Linked DNA regions of Solanum lycopersicum: region 1 is linked to region 2. Evidence: chromatin contacts called from public HiChIP or PLAC-seq data. All regions are on one chromosome and are shown on one strand. Each heading gives the region's core, a stretch centred on a gene start, on an enhancer-like site or on the middle of the called end of the contact. The rest is flanking DNA. Distances are from core to core; before and after follow the strand shown.

Region 1 (7,295 bases), core at 1,820-4,319, 240 kb before region 2:
CCATGGTTATTATTTTTAGTACAACAAACCAAACAATCAATACGAAATAATGTCAGGATAACTCATCCCAGTATAACTAATCCCAACATAACTTATCCCAGCATAACTTGTATTCAAACCAAACAACCCCTTAAGGCATCTAATTTTTGAATCAGAATTCACACATTTGTTTCTCAAAATTTGACAAATTATCTTGTTGACCAATTCTCAATTTTATTTCTTGAAGAAAGACTAGATTAATTCTTCATTTTTGATTAAAGATTTCAGAGTTTCCCTCTTGACGCTTTCATTCAGTCCATTCACATTCCAGTTGGACTTCTTTATGCATATTATGGCCAAAATTAGCAGGACCTATTCCTTGGACCCTCATCAATTTCAACAAAAAAAAACCCACACAAATTCCCATTAGGTTTAATCTAACTAGGCTCACTTGATCACTAATAAGTCATCCATCTAATTTGACAATCTTCTTATTGTTACTACTTCTATGGCTTTAAGCCAAGGACACTCCAAGAAAGGTACCACCATTGGGAAGGGGAAAGATCAATAGACCTGGCTGAACCCAATCTGGGATATAAGCACCCTTTCTTAACCAATTCTGAATGGATTCACTCATGCCGGATGGAGCATACTCACTTAGTGATCTACTCGCTTCATGCAAATTTGAAGAGGTTACAATGGAAAAGTCATACACATGAAATTTTCTACGTGTGATTTTGTTTGGGGTTTCTAGAAGTATCTAATAACCTTTTTCTACTCAGTTCTACACCCTTGCTTCTCACCTTCATTCAAACTAAAGGTAAAGCCTCAATCGATATGAGGAAGATTAGATCAAGAACCTAACATGTACAAGGGGCTTGGGATTGAATAGCCTTACTAAACGAACACCTTCCTAACAAGGTTACTTGTTTCCACTCATTGAAGATTTTAGCTACCTAAGGTCAACAATCCTATCATAGAATTTCAATCTTAGTTTTTTTGTTCAATCCAACCTGATCTCTATAAGCTAAGGGCTCTCAAAATTCTATTAAAAGAGCCAGTCTAATGAAGCTTTTTTCATTAGTCAAATTTCCTCGAATGAAACAACTCAGTCCATCATACAATGAATATACTTCTATTCATTGATCTAACCCAGATCTTCGACCGCAGAGAGATTTCTAATTTGTTCGGTACCATTACGAGCTCAACCTAAAAGGGTATGTTTTTTTTTGAAAAAATAACTCGAATTTCATGTCACTCGCTTGCTTTAACTACTCATACTATAAATTTGGGAGCATAATTCCATTCTTGTGGGCTTTGAGGAGCACAAGAAATAGTTGGAATTTTATGAAAACGATATTTTGTTCTTTAAGCTGTAAGCTTTCCATTTCTCTCTTCGCTTTACATCCTGTAAATCCTTTTTCTGTTTGGCTCTTCCTTTTAATAAGTAAAACCAAAATGTGACATTTTAACATGAAATGCCAGGAACTTTTTACAATAGAATTGCAAAACCTAAGGATTCGAGACAAGAACAAAGCTTCAATTCTGAATACAATTAAGTGTTATCTCTTGCAGATAGGATTAGCTTTATCCTAAATAAGGGAAGGAAACATTAGTAGGTCCACAGGTCACTTGAATTGAGGATGACATTGAAGAGATAATAGTCAGATCAGATGCCACCTATAAGGAGACATCTAAAAAAGAGTAATGTCGTCTAAGAGGATAGTCGAGTGGTTGAGACATAAGAGTAGCAACATGAAGCTTTTATCTACGAATCCCAACTAAAACACTCAGGGTCAATTTCATTCATGCACTTGTTATCCGAGTACCATAATACGAGAACTATTATGCGGGGTGCAAAATTGTATCAAATGTGATACAATGAATAATAATATAGTGATTGTCATACAATGGATAACAGCAATTCTCTGTTTTCAAGGCATTTCTGTCTTCAAAAGTATTCTAATGCAGGCATTTTTAATAACAATACTTTTATCCTACATTGTATATCATACATAATACATGAATTCTCACATTATTATGCAAAATTTAATATGGAAAATAAACAACAAGATTAGCACCAACAACAACATACCCAATGAAATCTCACAAGTGGGGTCTGGAGAGGGTACAGCTTACACAAACCTTACCACTACCTCGTAATAGGATTAGCATATATGCATTATAAGGACAGGTAAAGAAAACAAACAGTATGAATCCAGATTAGACTTTAGTTATATTAGAAAGTAGTAGTCAGTACCTGAAGATGGTCAAGAGGTACATACTTAACCAACCCACTACAAATGATTCTTGGTTCAGCCTCACCAACATCAACCTCTTCAACATAAAGTGAATCAGCCTCCTCATGTCTCCACGCTTTAATTATTCTCCCAACCCTAATATCCAAACTATTCGCCGCATCCTTAATTTTCCTCATCTTACTCTCCTCATCCTCCTCAACTACTTCACCAGACGAATCCTTCTCTTCAATACTCACATTTGATGATGCCGTACAGTAAAAATTGAAGTATAATTTCGTAACCTGACTACCCCAATCACCAATTTTATGACCATTGACACCAGAACTGAAAAGGGTATTATTCTTTTTCTGGTGCTGAAGTGAGAATGTTGAGGAACAATAGTGCACCCTCGAGCGTGAAGCAATAACAGTACATGAAGAAACTACTGCAGGAATTGAATTTGTGCGGCAAGAAAGTAACAGAGCTCCACTTCCCTTCAACCAATTAGCTGCCCCAATTCCCATTACAGCCATTGCTTGTTAATTACTCTTCGAGCGCTACTAATAGCTCGATGCACTTAAAAGAAAAAAATCAGTGGAAGAAGAGGGAGTGTGAATTGAGCTTAGGATAAAAACTAGAGAAAATATTCATATTAGTCACTCAAGTTTTGGATATTACTCAAATTCAAACTACTCTATTTTATGAAGTGGAGCATTAATAGATCCAATTTTTTTTATTTGGTCAAAATATTAATCTAAACCAAATTAGTATGAATTCGATTTGGTTTGATTTTTACAATTTCGATCCATTTTTGATTTAATCAAATTTAATAAATAATAATATAGACATTTTTAAATTTCAATCACAACTCACAATTTTAGTCATTAGATTTCAGTTTAGGTTTTTTAAATTTAGGGTAATGGAAGTTGGATCAGGAACACTCCAATTCCCCTTAATTGGGCTATATTGGTATTGAGATTGACCTCATTGTCAACAGAGTTAGTATTATTAGAATAAGGGATCGTTTGTGTGAAGGATAGTCATGAAATAATTTTTTAGTGCATTTTTATTTCTTGTTTGGTTACAAATATGAGATAATTATTCTAGGATTATTAAAAAATTGGGATAAGTTATCTGTTCCTCTTGGTGGAATAATAATACCATGAGAAGTTATCCTCGGATAAAATAATTAAAATGACAAGAATAACCTTCTAATCCTTTTTATTAGTATCATTTTTGTGTAGTATTTGTTGTTTGCTCTAGTTTTATCAGGTATTTTAGTGCAATTTTTTTTTCCAGTTTTGCGTCTTAGTGCAGATTTCATTGCTAGTTTGGTGCATATTATGTTGTTGTGTTGAGACAATTTTGGTTAAATTTTTGTGATTGTTTTGATGCAGTATTCGACCAGCTTTTGTTGTTCCAGTGCGATTTTGATGCAGTGTTTATTGTTTTGTCCCGATTATGCTATTTTACTACAGTGGTATCACTGGTTTTGGTGCTTTTTCATCAAAAAAATTTTATGTTGTCTTGATGTACTTTCTATGGAGTTTGATCCAATTTTTTTGGTTATTTTTTATACATTTAGGATGTTGATTTGGTGTTTTTACTACAATTACAATTCATTTGTTTTTGTCTATTTTTTTTTAACTTATGATAGTTAAAGAGTATAAGAGTTGTATATGATTATAAAAGCGTTAAGTATTATTAATACAATGTATGGTATTTATACATGAACAAGTATAGAAGAGAAAGGAGTATGTTGAACGTAAGAGACCTAAAGAGAGAAATTAAATACGTGTATAGCTCAAACATACAAACGAACTAGGACTCTTTATCTTTATCCTTATCATGCCCCCTCAACATTGGCTCAATTTGATTGAGGGTGATGTTGCTAATACGGTGGACAAATGATCTTCTAGGAAGTGTTTTAGTTCAGGCATCTTCTAGTTGAGCTCCATTTGAAATGTGATTAACCGTAATTTTTCCACTTTCTACTTGGTCATGGACAAAATAAAAGTCAATTGCGACATGTTTCATTCGATTATGAAAGAATTGATTACAACACAAGTAAGTGACACCAATGTTATTTCACAAGACCTTGGGGGACAAGACAGCTTGACCCGAACTTCTTCGACTAGGTTGGTTAGCCAATTTAGCTCAACTATAACACTTGTTACACCCTTATATTCTGCTTCTGTTGAAGATTTGGCAATAGTGTGTTGCCTGTTGGAGCACCAACTAAATAGATTCTTTCCAAGAAAAATAACATAGGCTTAAGTGGAGTGTCTAGTATCGGGAGTACCACCCCAATCTGCATCTGAGTATGCAAGTAACTAAGAAGAATTACATGTTTGAAGTGAAGTCCAAAGGTTATGGTTCCTTTTAGATAATGAAGGAGCCTCTTTGTTTCATGTCAATGCTTAGTTGAAGGAGAGTGTTAGAATTGAGCAAGTCTATTTACTACAAAGCATATATCAGAATGTGTGAAGGTGAGGTATTGGAATGAGTCAATGACCTAGCCTATAAAGTGTAGCGTCTGTTGATGGAGAACCATCATCCAAGAATTAAATTTCACTTGTGCATGGAGGAGTGCTCATCCTGTTTGCATCTAGTATATTAAATTTCCTAAGTATGTCCTCAATAAAGCTCCTTTGTGTGCGAGTGTCATACCCCGAGAATACACCCTAGAAGATATGGTATTCTGCGATTGCAACATGGTGTACTTGACCTCTCGGAGGTCTTCTACAAGCCCTTTGATATCATTCATTGCATATATGTATGAAAAGTAATGCGGAAATAAAACTTTTTACATGAATAATATCTCAAAATATCATTCATATAAAACCATAGAAAATACTAAGTCTCAACATTTGCCAATCTTAGACTCAAGAATACTTGGGACACGACCCATACAATCAAAATATAGAACTTAGTCTATAACAATACTTTTAATGAAAGAAGTCTAAGAAAGTAATGTCCTCGAATCAAGTAAGGACATATCCCAATTTTGCTTGAAAGAGTCCTAGATACCAAGCTTTGCTTGAAAATTCCTCTCACCTTCCACCTACAACTTCAAATATAGACAAATTGTATGGAATTAGTAAAATGTATGTACTAAGCATGACATACTGCATAAAATCATGAGAAACAGACATTTATATCAAAATATGCTCTTTTACAGTAAAGCCTTATATCACAATATAGAGGACAATATGTCACACCAACTTCACATATAAATCACAAATCACAATATAGCATCAAAAACACATCAAAACACATAGACATGAGATCCTCCTACCAAAGGTGATTCTAATGTTCACTTGAGTGAGTTATGAGTGGACCGCCCATACAATCCTTTCACACACACCAAAGAGATACTACCTAAGATAAGATTATTTCCATTTTATTAATCAAACTCCCCACCTAGAATTACTCTAAGACTCACCTAAGAAATACATGAAGAGAACTCCCATAAACCCTCTCTAAGCCTACCTAAAAAATCATCAAAGCTACTCTAGATACTTGCCTTTTCATTAACATACCTTCACTTAAGTCATTATGTTCACTAGACCATTTGAGAGACATTCAATAATTAAGGAATTTCACATAATGGTCTTGGAGAAGACCTAGGGACTCATGCACTAACATTTTCAAAGCCTAATCATGCAATGTCTAGATAGTGTCTCATTCCACTACCTAAACTTCATAGGACTTATCCAACACTAGTATGTATCCCACATGATGAGAATAGACAATAACTGACATAGACCATGTTAGCTAGTCATGGAATCCGGAGTCATAAACCTACTCGATGGAGGGTGTTCCACTTGCCAATGATTGAACTAGGACACATCCCATGTAGGCACATGGTTAAAGAATATTGAGGGTTTCTTTATTCTATAATTTCATCTTATTTGGAGCAACTTCCCAAGCATACTCACCAGGTGCTAGTCTTTGTTCTCATCGAGTAATTAATATATAAAGAGGTTCCTTACTTTACTAGAGAGGTCCCCTAGGGTTGCCTTACAATTGTTAAGAGGATAGCTCAATGGTTCCACATAAATGACCTTCTTTACTATATTCAAGATCATATTCTATTCATACATATACATTCATGACAAAGGGTATTCTAACCTAGTAAGTCAAGGATTCATATTCACATTCTTCATGTATCAAGTAAGGGACATAGGTCTACCTAAACAAGACACAATTCATTATCATTTTATTACAAGTACAATATCATTCATGTAGCATATAGGGTCAACTAAGTATACTTGTATGTTACGCTACACACTTCTATAGCATCATCAACATAACTTATCATAAGGTTCATATAGTCACTTAGGAAGATTCACACCACAACATCAAGTATTCCTATACAAGGCTCACTATAGCCTATCAAGATCACATGTAATCACTTTGAATAACATATACTTTGACTTCACATATACACAAAAGTAATCAAGACCTTCACAATACTTACATATTCAAGTTATAACATGATAATACCATAACTCATAAAGTAACACCGACGAGGCCACATAATTCACAAGTATAGCACATAAGCACCGCCACCATAAGTGGACCATACAAATTATCATCATAATTCAAGGATTATACAATACAATATAGAGAGATTTAGGGTAGCATACCACCTATCCAATCTCACAACTTCAATCCATAGACAAGTCAACCCACACAATACTCAAAGGCCCTTACCAATGGACATGATCACTAATTCAATCCCATAATCATAATATACAATCAAACCAAAGTAATTTAATATTAATTCATCAATTTAGGAAAACCTACACATGATTCTAACATAATTCTATAGCCCAAAGTAAACTACATAAGAAATCAATTATATAGAGACATGATCAAATCACCAATAATATAGCCAAAACTAGAATTTTCGTGGATATTTTAGGTTAAAATCATCAAACTAACATCAATTCAATCATAATACAATGATTTAAAATGTTTTATGCAAGAACTCATTGTTAGATCACAAGTTAGAAGTTCATCTTTTGAGAAAGTCTTGGAAAACCACTTTAAAGTTTAGCTCCTTGAAGA
Region 2 (6,786 bases), core at 566-3,065:
TGAGGATGATCCTTTTTCTATTTTTTCTTTTAATTTGTAAATTAATATTTGATCATAAAATTTTTAAGTTCAATTTGGAAATAAAAAGATTTTTGTAAAAAATTATGGGCTACAATAAGTTGTAATATTTTTTTTATTATATATCATTTTCCGTATAGAATAAAAGTAGTTTTAAAATTATTACTAAATATACAAAAATAACATTTTTTAAAAATTAACTAAAAAAAATGTCACGTTAATTAGGAGTTATGGAATAATTAATTTGTTGCCAACTATTTAAATTCCCACTCCCTCTAGAATTTATAGGCAGTTCCCATTTATTGGTAAAACAAATTTGTTAAACTGATTTATGTTAAAACTTCAAATTTTTCAACTTGAGGGAAAAAATTCTTGTCATATGCATGTGGACAACAGAGAAGTTAAAATTTTTGTTAAATCTTTTTTTTATTTGTTTTATCTGGTGTCTGATATCTATAGTATCAAAATTTAATAAATTTTTAGATTTTTATCAAAAATTTTTATATTAAAAGATAAATAATATTTGATGAAAAATAACTTTTTACCTAAAAAAAATCGAACTCAAAATCTTTAATTAAGATAAAAAAATATTTATCGTTAGCTCGATTGTTACTAGTCAACTATCAAATGCATAAGAGGTCAAGAACATGGGGGAGGGCCCAATAAAGAATTCTTCTGATGACCATTTCATTCTTTTTGAGAAAATGAAAAAATATAGTGTGTTTGGTATAATGAAAAATATTTTTTAAAAAATGTTTTTTAATTTTTTTTATATTTGGTTGGGGTAAATTTTGAAAAATATTTTTCAAATTAATTCATTTTGTTCAAAATTAAGGAAAATGACTTTCTTTCAAAAATTAAGGAAAATATTTTTCAAAGCTCTCTTTCAATTTCAAATTGCATTTTTTTAGAAAAAACATCAATTTTTTAAAAATATTTTCAATTTCAAAATTTTATTTTTTCATTCGATCTCTGACCAGCTTCCCCCCGCCCCCAACACCATCCCTCCCCCAAAAAATTAATTTTGCTTCTACCACAAAAAAATATTTTCAATTTCATAAATCTTTTTGTATTCTAGTAAAAATAAAAGATATTCCTCAAAATATTTTTCATGCATAAATCAAACAATAAAAATCATTTTCAAAAAATATTTTCTACTCACCAACTAAATATGAGAAAATAATTCTAAAATCTACTTATTTTCCAGGAAAACATTTTCTTTTCCTACGTACCAAACACACCCATAGTCCTTCATATTTTGTTGTAAGTTCAAAATAGCACTTGAATTATTAATTGAATAATTTTAATCTCTTTCAAATATATCAAACTATGATTATTAGATTTAATTGGAACAAGAACAACAGAGATAAAAAAAACAATAGAAATTTCCTTCAACATTTCAAAACCTCAATACAAAAAAAAAAAAAAAAGAAGAAAGAAAAAAAAGGGCAAATTATATAATATTCTTAAACAATGTGAATAGAAAAAAAAGGGCAAATTAAAAAATTTCTTTTACTGTCAATACTTTTGACCCTTTATCCAAAAAAAATAAATGTCAGGCAACAAAATAAATCAATCTAAGAGAATTTGCACATCAAAAAGTTGCATAAAAACTATTGAAGTATACTTTAAAATAACATAAATATTAAAAATTGTACTTTCATTAAATTTGACATTTAGAATTTGATAAATATCTAACAAAAAAAAAAATTGCTCATTTTTGACACTTCAAAGAATCAAAATTGATTAAGTAATACTTTAAGGGACTATTTTGAACCAACTATCAAAACATAAGGGACAATCTTTGTCATTTTCTTTCTTCTTCTTTCTGGGTAACTTCCAATCCACAAACCTAGTAGAATCAACATAGTGTTTTTCATCTTAAATCTTATATATATAGAGGTTTTCTTGGATATTTATTTGTAGTCAAAAGATGTCAGGAGGTGGAGGAGATGAAGGAACAAGTTTAGAATTTACACCAACATGGATTGTTGCCTTAGTATGCACTGTCATAGTTGCTATATCTCTTCTTGTTGAAAGAATTATTCACTATGGTGGCAAGGTGAATTATAAAAATTTTCTTGATTTTTGTTATATGTTGGTTTTTATAGTAATTTACTATTATACTTTCTGATATGTGTCATGTATATTTTCTTAAATCATCCAAGTTTAATAAATAAGACTATCATAAATTGACTAGATTTACGCTGATCGATAGCTAGTTTCAGTAGTTTCTTGCAGAAAAACAAAACTTTCTTGAATTTTGTCTTTGGCTTTTTTGTATTTAAATTTTATTATCGAGTCACTTTGAAGAAAATTTGAATCAAGAAATGAAAAGTGACTTTTTGAGATAAAAAACTAGTAGTTAAGTAATTATCTGAGAAATCAACTCCCTATGTTGCTCAGACTCATAAAAAATGTTGCAGCACCTGTTTTTGGATGATTCAGAACATGCGCTCATTGACATGTTTGAAGAGTTCGACCAACATAGCTGATATGTAACATGTTTCTTTTCTTGGTCAACCAATTCTCCTTAGACAAAGAGTTATTATTATTTGTTGTTGAGTATAACATTTCTAAAGTTCTGCTAAAAGAGCAATCTTTGATGATATGAGTAACAATTGTGATTTTTATGACAGTATTTGCTCAAGAAAAACCAAAAGCCACTCTATGAAGCCTTACAAAAGATCAAAGAAGGTAAAATTCCAACTTCTGTTTGTGTAATTCTGTTTTTACTTTAAAGATGTCTGATTAGTCCATATTCTGAAAAACATGATGAATTATGCAGAGTTGATGTTGTTGGGATTCATATCACTGTTATTGACAGTGTTACAAGCGAGAATTCTTAAAATATGCATCCCTAAACACTTGACTAATCACTGGCTCCCTTGTAAAAAAGATGATGATGTGAATGACTCTGTCCACTTCCAGACTAATTTCTTCTCTTTGATTCCGGGAGGAAGGCGCCTTCTTTCTGGATCTGCTAATTCTGGTTATTGTGAGGCTAAGGTATGTCTAAATTAAAGGCAGCTCGGTGGACTAAGCTCCTGTAGTTTACATGTTAGAAGAAAATTGGATTGTTTTGTGTGAAAGGAATGGGCCACATTGGGATATATTGCATGTGCCATTTAGTTTTACGTTGTATATCTGCAAGAGGATGTTCTGATCACATAACGACAACTCTTACCATTGTGCCAAGACTCTCTTCAACTACACTATTTGCTTTTCTCTCCATCACCCGAATTGTGAAAATAGCTAACAAAAGGGGAATTTAATTGCCAATCAAGATTCATAAACACAGTTTAAGTTCATATGCTGATGAACTTGTGATGTTTTTTTTTTTTTTTTATAATATGCCCTTGTTGATGTGTCATTTCTATATACTTTCTCCTGTTGGAACTTAACAGGACAAGGCGCCATTGCTATCTCTCACAGCATTGCATCATCTCCATACATTTATCTTTGTGCTGGCTGTTTCACATGTTACTTTCTCAGCTCTTACAATTCTATTTGGAGGTATAAAGGTAAGGTTTTCAGTCATCTTGCTTTAGGTTTCTGAATTCATCATACGGATTAGTTACATCCTCCCTCAGCCCCCTTCGTCTTTCACTTATACACGATGACCTTGGGTTATCTGCACAGATACGTCAATGGAAATCTTGGGAGGATTCTATCAAGAAAGAGGAATATAATCCTGAAGAAGGTATATTGCCTAATAACTGCTCTGTCTCATTAGTATACTTCCCTTTGAACTAAATTGGACACAAAAAGTTTGCATAAGTACAGAGTACTCACAAGTCAAGATTTTAGGTTCTGTGATTGACAGCAAGTTAAGTTGACCTACAACAAGAAGAAATTCTTCGTATCAAGCACGATATATTATGATCTGAAAAATGTAGTAGAACTGATAGTGTATTCATCAGAATTTAACACTTTTCAACATAGAGTGATCTACCTTGTTGTCATCCTAATGAGGATATATTGTATCTGCAGTACTTCGATCAAAAGTTACTCATGTTCATGATCATGACTTTATCAAGGGCCGGTTTCTAGGATTTGGTAAAAGATCAACTTTATTAGGTTGGCTGGTAAGCGCAGAGAATCTTGCATCTTAATCATCCCTTAAAGCATATTTTCATTTCTATATACATGTGTTGATGTGTATGTATGTGCCTGTATATATATCCAACGGATTAAGTTACACAAATAATGTGAGAAGTATTTACATCGTTAGTGTATATAAGTTGAATCCATTAGTATATTACCTCTTTGGAACATGATCAAATGTGTATTTCTGCAAGTTTCTTATTACACATTTTGCTTCTATGCATCGTCAATATGTTAGGCGAGTCTAATATTTTTCTATTTTGCTCGTGATTCTCAGCATTCCTTCGTCAAGCAATTCTTTGGATCTGTCACAAAATTAGACTATACAACCTTGAGGCTTGGCTTCATTATGGTACATTTACATTAATATACTGGTTTAATCTCTTTATTTCTCCATGAAGCTCAGCTTATGCTGAATTTTCCTCCTTAGACTCATTGCAAGAAGAATCCAAAGTTCGATTTTCACAAGTATATGACACGCGTGCTTGAAGCTGATTTCAAGAAAGTTGTTGGGATTAGGTGAGTTACACAATGGTTACCAAGTGTACAAAATGGAAAGAAAACAATGAAGCATTGAAATATTGTCAGTATAACATGATGATATCCCTAACAAGAAAAATCCTCATTTCTCCTCTTAGAGGTTTTCGTGTGTTTACCTCAACGACCAACATCATTTTCTTGATGTAACTTATCGACAGGTTCAACATTTTTATCCAAACAAGTAACTAATTCTCTATATATATAACTTCTTCACTTGAAAAAAAGACGGTACTTGATGCTTATAAATTATTTTTTAGTCGGAGTCAAACGTGCTCTTAGTTCCTTTTGATTTTCAACTTGCTGAACATTTACTATTGTTTATGCAGCTGGTATCTTTGGGTATTTGTGGTCTTGTTCCTATTGCTTAATGTTCATGGTGAGCTATATCATTTACTGTTTCATCCCCTTTTCATGATTTAGCATAACTTCATTTGGTTTTGAGCCTAGTTTAAGAGCTCATGTTTTAATTATTTCCCCCTCTGTCATTTTCTCCTTCTATATGTTTTGAAGGGGAGCCTTGAAGCAACGTTTAAGTTGTCTCCGTGTGACCTGTAAGTCACAGGATAGAGACGTAGGTTGTCTTGTATCATACCCTTGAAGTGTGGCCCTTGAACTCTGCTAACTTGGGATGCTTTGTGCGCAAGGCTGCCCTTAGGTTCCTGTTTTTTGTTTCTCACTCATTTTCTATTTGTAGGCTGGCACACATACTTTTGGATAGCATTTGTTCCCTTTGGTGTAAGTAATAAGTACTATTAAGTAGTAATCGTTGTCATTACACCTTTGAGCTATCGAAAATCCTGAAAAATGGTTATATTATTGTGATTATGCAGCTTTTGCTAGCTGTGGGGACTAAACTAGAGCATGTAATAACTCAACTTGCTGGAGAGGTTGCTGCAAAGCACATCGCGGTAGAAGGAGATTTAGTTGTGAAGCCATCAGATGATCATTTCTGGTTTCATAGACCGCGACTAGTCCTTTTCCTCATTCATATCATCCTTTTCCAGAACTCCTTTGAGATTGCATTTTTCTTCTGGATTTGGGTAATCTTAAAAAACATAGATGTAACAATTGGTATTAAGCTTTTCGATTCATATTTCATTCCATTAGTAATTGACATTATTGCGTTTTGTTCACTGAAAGGCTCAATATCGTTTCAACTCCTGCATCATGGGACAAGTTGGTTATATTATCCCTCGACTTGTCATAGGGTAAGTTTCCCCCTTCTTTCTCCTCTAGACGAGGAAAATGCTTACTTGCATAAGGTATTTACACCAAACCAAACTATGTAACCATGTGGATCACAAACACGTCTTGTGTCCACTTGCTGCTCAAATATCGTATCTATTTAAGTCCAATATGTCTTACCATTAACGCGTCCACGCCAAATTATGCTATAGTTGAAAAGAGGTTTAGATTTCACATATATGTGAACTCTAAACATGCTATTACATAATCTAATTGAGTTCTTTTGCAGGGTGTTTGTTCAATTCCTTTGCAGTTATAGTACTCTACCACTATATGCAATTGTCACACAGGTGCATCTTTCTTCTACCAACAAAGTACTTGCCATTTTGGTTTTATAGATTGTTTTACTTATGACTTTCTTTCATTTGATGCATGATGAATGCAGATGGGAAGTTCATTCAAGAAAGAAATATTCGACGAGCATATACAAGAAGGGCTACTTGTTTGGGCTAACAAGGCTAGAAGGAGAGCTGTCAATGGCTCAAACCAAGTGGAACATAAAGAGTCCACTTCTCTTATGTCTGTGCAGCTAGCGCAAGTAGGAACACAAGAATCTGCTATGGAAGAGGGCAATGGGGGAGAAATTAGTCACGCGAACGACCAACTCAACTCCAAAGTAAATTAAGCCAACAACCAACAGTCCTCAGATCTCTCAAAGCTGTTATGACTGTAAAGGAACTTGTAAAAAGTGATTAATGCAGTACATATAGTAGCCTCAGGAAGAAAGGAATGGTTTGAAATTTGTTTGAAGTAAACTCTGTATTAATATATGTTTCATTGTTTTTCCCCTCTTTTTTAATTCAGTACTATGATTGACTATGGACCAATGTTGTCACAACTTACTGATATTTTTCGAGTCCAGCTCACTGAACTTAA

The links. HiChIP or PLAC-seq counts read pairs in DNA pulled down with a chosen protein or histone mark.
Region 1: a contact with region 2 is called in an RNA polymerase II HiChIP or PLAC-seq map of leaf, with 5 times the contacts expected there. The contact joins the promoter of LOC101261939 here to the promoter of MLO2 in region 2. A contact is called at or near these places in 3 of 8 Hi-C or Micro-C datasets (leaf and leaf mesophyll) and 1 of 1 datasets of contacts at active chromatin or transcription factors (leaf).

Annotation. Positions count from the first base shown.
Region 1 is chr8:7,112,994-7,120,288 of SLM_r2.1, reverse strand. It overlaps LOC101261939, which reads right to left and starts at 3,069. Exons shown (of 3, transcript XM_004244741.5): 1 at 2,240-3,069. The coding sequence starts at 2,752.
Region 2 is chr8:6,868,364-6,875,149 of SLM_r2.1, reverse strand. It overlaps MLO2 (MLO family protein 2), which reads left to right and starts at 1,815. Exons shown (of 14, transcript NM_001348446.1): 1 at 1,815-2,080; 2 at 2,658-2,715; 3 at 2,807-3,027; 4 at 3,426-3,542; 5 at 3,661-3,721; 6 at 4,012-4,106; 7 at 4,403-4,477; 8 at 4,556-4,644; 9 at 4,992-5,041; 10 at 5,360-5,400; 11 at 5,496-5,705; 12 at 5,806-5,873; 13 at 6,140-6,200; 14 at 6,296-6,709. The coding sequence starts at 1,952. The coding sequence ends at 6,535.